Linked DNA regions of Sus scrofa: region 2 is linked to region 1. The links are chromatin contacts, called in public HiChIP or PLAC-seq maps. All regions are on one chromosome and are shown on one strand. The core of a region is the stretch at or near the end of the contact, and the rest is flanking DNA. Distances in the headings are between cores, read along the strand shown.

Region 1 (4,154 bases), core at 513-3,012:
AGTGGCCTGATCAAAGATTGAAGGCTAGGAAGTGAAAAGCAAGGGCTAGGAAGTGAAAAGCAAAAGACATCGAACAAAAAAGAAATCAGCATTTTCTGAATTTCCACCACTTTGGTCAAAAGCCAACTTCTAAAATAGGAGCTCTTCAGTAAGCAAGTTTGGGGCCAGCTCTGTAATGGGGAGCTTAAAAGATCATTTACTAATCTGAATTTCTATGAGGAAAAGGGCAAGTGCTTCCTAGACCCTGCAAGATTTTAAGGTAACTGCTCACACTTTCTGATGAGGTGGTGAAAACTGACGTCAGAAACTTAGCACTGAGGTTGTGGAAGATGTTTGACAGCCATGGAGTTCAAAGACTGATGTACTTTCTTCCACTGGCTGTACATATTGAAACTAAGTAAAAATCTTGAGAGTGATTATCCTGAGAATAGAATCACTCAATATATAAACTTATTTTGACTTCTTAAAAAAGAAAACTGGGGAAAAAAGAAAGAGGAAAGAAAAAGAGATTCAACCATTACTTTCTTGGTTGATCTTGAGGTCTATTACTTTTGAGTTAATTTAGTTTCAAAGAATTAAATTCATTTCAAAATATGAAAGAAAAGAATAAAAAAAAAAGAATGGAAAGAAGGAAAAGGCATAAAGAGGAAAGAAGGGAGAGAGGGGAAAAGACTTAAGATGAAATCAGTAAAATCTGAAAACTGCAAGGAGCCTTAGTGCTTACCCAGTGTGGTCACAAATTTGGAAATCTCCTCTTTCCCTCTAACTACTGTTCACCATCTTCCTTTCGTTGTTGTTGCTGTTGTTGTTGTTTTTAGGGATTTATCCATGTGGAAGTTCCCAGGCTAGGGGTTGAATCAGAGCTACAGGGGCTGGCTGATACCACACCACAGCAACACTAGATCCAAGCCACATCTTCAACTTACACCACAGCTCATGGCATCGCCAGACACTTAAGCTACTGAGCAGGACTAGGGATCAAACCCACATCCTCACAGATACTAGTCTGATTCGATTCCACTGAGCCACAATGGGAACTCCCACCCATCTTCTTGATCAGTCGCAGTGAAAGGGAACCTGGTCCATTCTCTTGTTAGCCATGTTTAATTTACCCATCAGTTTTTCCTTATGCTGAATTATAATCTACATTCTAAGAAGTTTTACTCAAAGTCCTTATTCTAACTCCTAGATTTACTAAACTATGTCTACCTCCCTCTTCTTACAAAAGCCCTTCAGGACATGGAGCCTTTCAGTCTAATCCACGAGGATGCCTGGTCTTAGCAGAAGCACAACAAACAGACACAGAGTATCCCTCAAAGGAAATGCCACTTTGGGAGGAGGCTATGACGTCACTCCGATCAGAGAAAATATTGTAGCTAGACCCCTGTGTTGTGGAGCATTTGTCAAACATTAAACAGAGAAGCCCATCTCCACAGGGAGCCTAGAAAAAACTGCAAATGGGGTCAGATGTGCCCAAGGGAGCCTGAGGCAGAAGTATTCTGACATGAGCAGAAGGGATGGATGCCGCTGCTGCCATTAGAAAGGCAGTTCTCACACGTGCAGTTTGGTTCCGTAACCCTGGAATGATCTGATTCTACTGAAGTTAAGGCAGATCTGTTCACAGAGGCATTGTTTTGTCCTGTGCAGGGAGGCAGTGGGGAATGAAAGAATTCATGAAGGACGATAGAAGGATGGTGATCACAGCGGAGCGGGGAAGACCCACAGGAAATTCTGTAGTTCACATGCCGGCCCTCAAGATGATAGATGAGCCTGTGCAGGGAGAGCAATCACAGTAAACGGAGTGAACTCGAAGCTCAGTCACAGGACGGAAACCGAAACTGAGGAGAGGGTGTTTCTTACAGAAAAGGAATGACATTTTTTTTCTCCAAACTTTCAATTACAGATGTCTGCAGAAACACTTAAAATTGTGGCACAGGACACAGAGAGCAAAGTTTTGAAATGTGGCAACTAACAGATTTAGAGTAAAATTTGTTTCTATAGAAAAAAAAAAATTCTCCACATTCAAACCCATAAGATAAAGGAGAAGGAACAAAAACCTGAGAAATCAACCTCGGATACAGAAGCAAAAATGAACCAGAGAACCATTCAAATAGGATTAAACACACTGATGTCAAGAAGCAAGTTGCATCTAACAGAAAAAAAAACCATTGAGTTGTAGACCCTCTGCCCATTAAGACAGATCCTGATGTGCAAACTATTACATTTAGAATGGATAAGCAGGGGCATAATGGAGGATAATGTGAGAAAAAGGGGTGTGTGTGTGTGTGTGTGTGTGTGTGTGTGTGTGTGTGAGACTGGGTCACTTTGCTGTACAGTAGAAAATTGACAGAACACTGTAAACCAACTATAACAGACAAAATAAAAATCACTAAACAAACAAAGAATGGACAAGCAACAAGGTCCTACTGTACAGCACAAGGAACTATATCCAATCTCTTGGGATAGACCATGATGTAAGAAAAGAAATGGAGTGTGTGTGTGTGTGTGTGTGTGTGTGTGTGTGTGTGTGTATGAATGACAGGGTCACCTTGTTGTACAGCAGAAATTGGCACAACATTGGAAATAGACTATACTTTAATTTAAAAAAATAATAAAGACGGATCCTGATGTATTTGTTCACAATCCCAGTGAAAGGAATGGGTAGCATTTGCTTGAACCCAGACATCAGATCTGAAACAGCCTCACTAATGTGGGATAACACTGATAGGAGGAGGAAATATGATATTTTCTGTTGCTTTATGAATACAAATTAAATGTTATAAGAATTAGAATAGAAAAACTTGCAAGTGACTCCAAACAAGAAAATACATTCACAGTACTATTCTTGGAGAGGAAAAAACAACAACAACAACAACAACAACTAGTAGATGGTTTTTATGTTACTAAATTAGACACCATTATTCTCAGAAATTACATTTTTTGGATTGGTTTCTCAACTCACAATGAACTGCCTCAGTGACCCTTTTACCTTCAGAAGCAAGCCCTTGATAACCTTCCTTATATTCGTCCCAAAATTAGAGCAATCGTGGTTTTTTTAAACAGAAATTATGCAGAAGGCATTCTGGTTCAGTATGGGCTTGAGTTTTGAATGGGGTGATTTAACTTGGGCATCTGCCACATGGCCTGAGAAGCAAAAGAAAAGCCTGCAGAAGAAGGTGGCTGCAGTGGAAATGCAAAGAGGCAAATATGACGTGCAAAGACTTCTTTCTAGTTTACCGTTCTGATTTTATGTTACAGTTCCAAATTTCTTCCAAGCAGAGATATACCTTGATATACATCCCTTGCTTTGACTAGGTATTTTTGTTTGTTTGTTATTGATAACCAGTAGTACATATTATAACATAGGTCTATGTTCCTGTTTTGAGTGAAATTGTCTGCATACTTAAGTTCAGACATAATATCATATTTTTTACCTATGCTTCCTGCAGGCAATCAGAACAGCCTAGCATAAGCCCAGGTAGGATGAGCCCCTCAAAAAAGGCTTTTGGAAGAATCAAACATGTTGATACAACTCACTTTAGTAAACATACCCACACGAGGCATCTGAAATGTACCCAGATTGTACCCAGAACTAGGATCTGGGTACTGGGATTTCATCAGTGGACAGGATATGTTGCCAAAATTTGGCCTCCATCCACTGGTGCAGAATAGAAACACAGAGACAGAGTTTTGGGCCAAGGAGAGAAAAAAAAAAAAAATAGCTTTATGGCTTTGCCAGGCAAAGGAGTCCATAGCAGGCTAATGCCTTAAAGACTGTGCCCTTTCTTGGGAGAGAATAGGAAGTGGTTTTATAGTTTGGGAGTAGAAAATAGGGTCACAGATAAGGATAAATATAGATACAAGCATGTATTCTTCTTCAAAGCTGGGGTTTAGTGGCCCCAGGACTGATTCCGGTGGTCCTGGAGTGAAAAATGCTTCTAAACATCTTTCATTTGTTGGGGATTTTAGTTCTACAGAACTCACATACTGACTCACAGGTTTTGAAAAACTTATGGTTTCCAAATGAGACAGGTTCGGGGTATGGGGAGATACACTAAGGATTTGGGAAGGAAATGCTATAAAATTTGGTTATGATGATCATTGTACCGCTATAAATGTAGTATAATTCTTTGAGTAATTAAAAAAAAACTCAA
Region 2 (4,154 bases), core at 932-3,431, 1.1 Mb after region 1:
ACTTTCATGCTAAAACATTCAAAAATATCATACAGAGATATCAATCATATTTCTTTTTTCCAATGAAACAAAAAAAATAGGGTTAATGGAAAAGGACACAAAATAAGCAGGGGTTTCAGTTAGTTTTTTCCTTACGAGAAAAAAAAATTCGTTTCACTTACAGACCTGGTTTAAAACCAAAGGCAATACAAAAAGTGGCTTTCGTGAAGGCTATGGGTGAAACATTTGCAGCAGAAAAATCAAAGCAGAGAGATGTCCCCCCATTATTCATAGATAGAGTTATCAGAGGAAGAACCTAATAGTCAAATATTGTCCACATGACAAAGAGAACGGTGAAAAGGACAAAAACAGTTAAGTTTGTAGTTAAAAGTGACAGTATCTAGGACATCATAATTTTAGTATAATTTGTATTTGTTGGTGCATATGAAGCAAAATTAAATGTTTTAGAATTACGTCTACCTTTTTTAAAATGAAAAACAAGATATATAAAATGGACCAAGTCTTCATTTTAACACATTAAGCCTTTATCAAATTCTAGGAAAATATGTGCAATCACTGGGATACAAATGCATAAGCTTACATCACCAAAACTAATGTCTCCCCAAACTGTCTTAGACATTAAACACAGAAAAGCCAAGAATTTTAAGTTTTAAAACACATCATAAGCATCCTAAGATTAAGGACACAAAGATGAGTTAAGAAAATGCTATGTAAAAAAATATGTTCTATTAATTCCTAATCAATAACCATAATAATACACAGTTTAAAAAAATGATAGGCTTTTAAAGCAGAGGAATGAAATTTCTCCGTGGAAGGCACCAGTGTAATAAAGAAATAACAATTCCACACAGAGATAATTTGCTTCAAAGTAAAGACACAGGGAAAATAGTTTTCAACATGATTTTTCTATGTAGTACATTGCAGTGTAGTTAAGAACTGATTAAATATAATCCACATAAAACAGAAATATTCTATCAACTCAAGACCTTTTGAAAATCTTATAGACTCACCCATTATGTGAAGAACTGGCATCACAGTATTTAATGTTAAGAATAAATGATTAAAATTAGAACTCACTTCATGAACAAAACAGGTAAAATTCTTTTCCTCTCTCTACAGATAGACACTATTTACCATCCTCTACAAGAGAAAGCATTAGTTAAATGCAAGGTCACCTAGACAGCCCCAATCAGCCAAGAACCATTTTTGACAGTAATTGGGGTTAGATTATTCTGTCATCTAAATCCAGTGAAATAATCTGCTTGAGGTGGGGACTGATGTAAAAATACCTACAAAATGAGGCAAAATGTGTACAGCCAAAAATTTCATGGTCCAAAGGCAGGAAATACCTTTGAGAATAAAATAGAGATCAAACACATTATATCATTTTAAAAATCAGTTTGACAACAGATATCTTAATCATTCATATTTTACATTTTAAACTTGCATGTGCACTAATTTTTAGCCCATAACTGTCAAAAGTACTGCTGTATACAAACAAATAATATAAATTTGTTAAAGTAAGTACATGGGTGTACACGATCAAAAAAAGAATTAAAGAGCATTATCTAATAATTGAAGAGGCAAAACTAAATTCTTTTTTATTAGGACTCTCACAATGGTTTTTTTTTTTTTTTTTTTTTTTGCCACTACAATGGTTAAGTCTTTATTATTTATCCAGAAAAAGATACACACTTGTATCTGGTTTTGTTCTAACAAAATAACATGTGTTTGAATGGATGTAAGTCCAAAGTTAACCATCTTTTCAACCTCTCCTACCTATCTTGTCTAAGAACTAATGGTTTTTATCTGTTTCTTTTTACAGATACCAGATTAAAAAAAGTTTTGAAGTTACTTCATGCACCTTAAAACAGAATTAAGATGTGGTCATGGAAGGAAACTGCTGCTTAACCTGCCTGGTTTTAAACTTCTATTTCTATTTTTATCAAAGTATTGAATTTATCCTAAACTCTCCCAAAGAATTTTCAGCTTTTTTTAAGAAGGCTTTTTTTTAAGCAGCTAATTTCAATACGGAAATTCAGAGATTAAGGTGTAATCCCGTGTGTGAATTTTAATGTTTATAATGTACTCCTCACAGATTGGAAAAATCAATGACAAGACCAACAGGGGCCCGTTTTGCTCAGCATACGTTTTTCTTGTCAGGTCGTGATTAATGCTGTGCTCTGTAGAGGGAGACATTACATCCGGGCTAAAACAGACCTAAATTTTACCCTCAGGCAGAAATCTGATTTAAACATCTCTATTTAAAGTGACATTTGTCCTCCCTTTTCAACTGGTTTCCCCAGAAATTCCAGGAAGTTGACTTCATGACCTAAAAACAGCCGGGTGGCTCTGAGTAGCAGTTGTGCCTGTTCTGCGCTTTGGGAAATCTGGGCGCCACAATGGATCCAGGTGGTAGTAAAACAGGTGCCCAGCTATCTACTCCGATGACTCCCATGCCACTTTACTGCTACAAGAATTTAAGATTTAGAGTTCTGTATAATCCTCAAGTAGGAATAATTTCTAATATGTTTCTTTGGCTGATAATAATCTAACCTGGTCCTACTGATGGACCAGGTTTCTCCTGATGGATAAAATTACATCTGGTTTTTCACTACACGGATTTGAAATACCAACTGATTACAAATTCTCGAAATCCAGAAAAGCAACCATGTCATGCAACAGTGTTCACAAAAACAAAAATGGAGGGCAAAAAGAACAAAAATGTTCACATAATGAAAGTCACCAAGTAAACAAGATGTATGCATATAAAAACAGGCACCAATATCCTTACAATGTGAAACATGGTAACTTTTGCTATTATTAAGCAATTTAGAGACTGCTGGAAGTTCCTACCAACCAAGGTAATCTAATTTCTGCTGCTTTTCAAAGTAAATTGATTTTTTTTTCCTTTTAGCGTTCTGGTAATTGAACAAATTTATACAACTGTGATGGGATTTTACTTACCACCACACAATGCATAAAATCCTTTACGAAGACAAACTATATTACTTCATAAAACTGCATTTTTGTTGTAATTAAATAAATTGTACTTAAACTTGCTCTGTGATTCCAAAGCAATCAATAGCATTTTGCTCGAAACTGTACTTTACTTGCAGGTATTAAGCACTTGGTCCCTTCATTCCCTCTACTTTTTTTTTTTAAAGAAGATTTTTATTTGCAAAATACAGAAATTCTTTGGTAAAATATAGTTTTTAAAAAACAGTTGTATAAGAATATACTGAAAAGTAAATCAACTATACTTCAATTAAAAAGAAGAATATATTGGAGAGTATCTTCAAATTATTGCCTACAGTTAATCCATTATTAAAGTAACCTAAAAAGATTTTTAAGGATTTTTGGTTATTTAGGACCTTTTCTTATATGGCACAGTGAGCCACTGAAAAAAATTCCTACTTACATCAACTTAAGGGATTTTCACAATGTATAATATATTTAACAAAACCTATATACTCAACTCAAAATATCATATTGATGTCCTGAATAAAATTTAGGAATGAGATCCTAGTTATAGATACTCCTTTAAAAGTTATCACACTAGGTCAAGAAAACTGTCATTATTTTAGGATTCTAATTCCGTAATTCCAATAATTAACTATCTCTAAATTAATCCATGTCCTTAACTTTTATTTTAAGGCTTTAAAAAATAGTAACAATCACTACTTGACCAATCTTGAGTAGTAAAAATATTTTAGATAACAATCTTAATTTTTCTGATAACATCAAGTCTAATTACAGTAATATGGGTGATTAAGTACTTTTCAACCTTTCAACCTTCAATCAAAAATTATTTGGAGAGATGAATATTTGGGTGGGGCTACAGACTAATTAGTGTTATGTAATAAAGTCAATTATGATTTTAATCTATCATTAAAATAGAAATGTTTTAGTCTTTCCTGAAAATAGTTACAAAACAGATATCTATTTAGGTACTGTGAAGTAATACTTAAACAAATTACCTTAGTAACTGATACAACCAAAACAAACAGGATTTTAAGTCCCTTCCAAGTCCAGCAGCTAAAGTTGCTATTTTTAAATAGCAATCCTATGACACTAAATTCTCAAATGTCCAAAACTACATACAGTTAATCTATGCTAAACTGTGCAAGTGGTATGGGTTCTTATTAAAATGA

The links. HiChIP or PLAC-seq counts read pairs in DNA pulled down with a chosen protein or histone mark.
Region 2: an H3K27ac HiChIP or PLAC-seq map of skeletal muscle shows a contact between it and region 1, with 4 times the contacts expected there. The contact joins two enhancer-like sites. A contact is called at or near these places in 1 of 47 Hi-C or Micro-C datasets (embryonic fibroblasts) and 1 of 2 datasets of contacts at active chromatin or transcription factors (skeletal muscle).

What each region holds. Positions count from the first base shown.
Region 1 is chr6:130,780,144-130,784,297 of Sscrofa11.1, forward strand. No RefSeq gene overlaps it. Among named protein-coding and RNA genes, the nearest start is that of TTLL7, 1.1 Mb to the left of the region's middle. Within about 2 kb of position 1,763, at least 2 of the 83 cell types and tissues checked have an H3K27ac peak or open chromatin away from gene starts, as enhancers often do. A contact at or near this core is called in skeletal muscle, where this site is marked.
Region 2 is chr6:131,908,845-131,912,998 of Sscrofa11.1, forward strand. All of the region lies in intron 6 of ADGRL2 (adhesion G protein-coupled receptor L2), which reads right to left. Among named protein-coding and RNA genes, the nearest start is that of ADGRL2, 460 kb to the right of the region's middle. Within about 2 kb of position 2,182, at least 4 of the 83 cell types and tissues checked have an H3K27ac peak or open chromatin away from gene starts, as enhancers often do. A contact at or near this core is called in skeletal muscle, where this site is marked.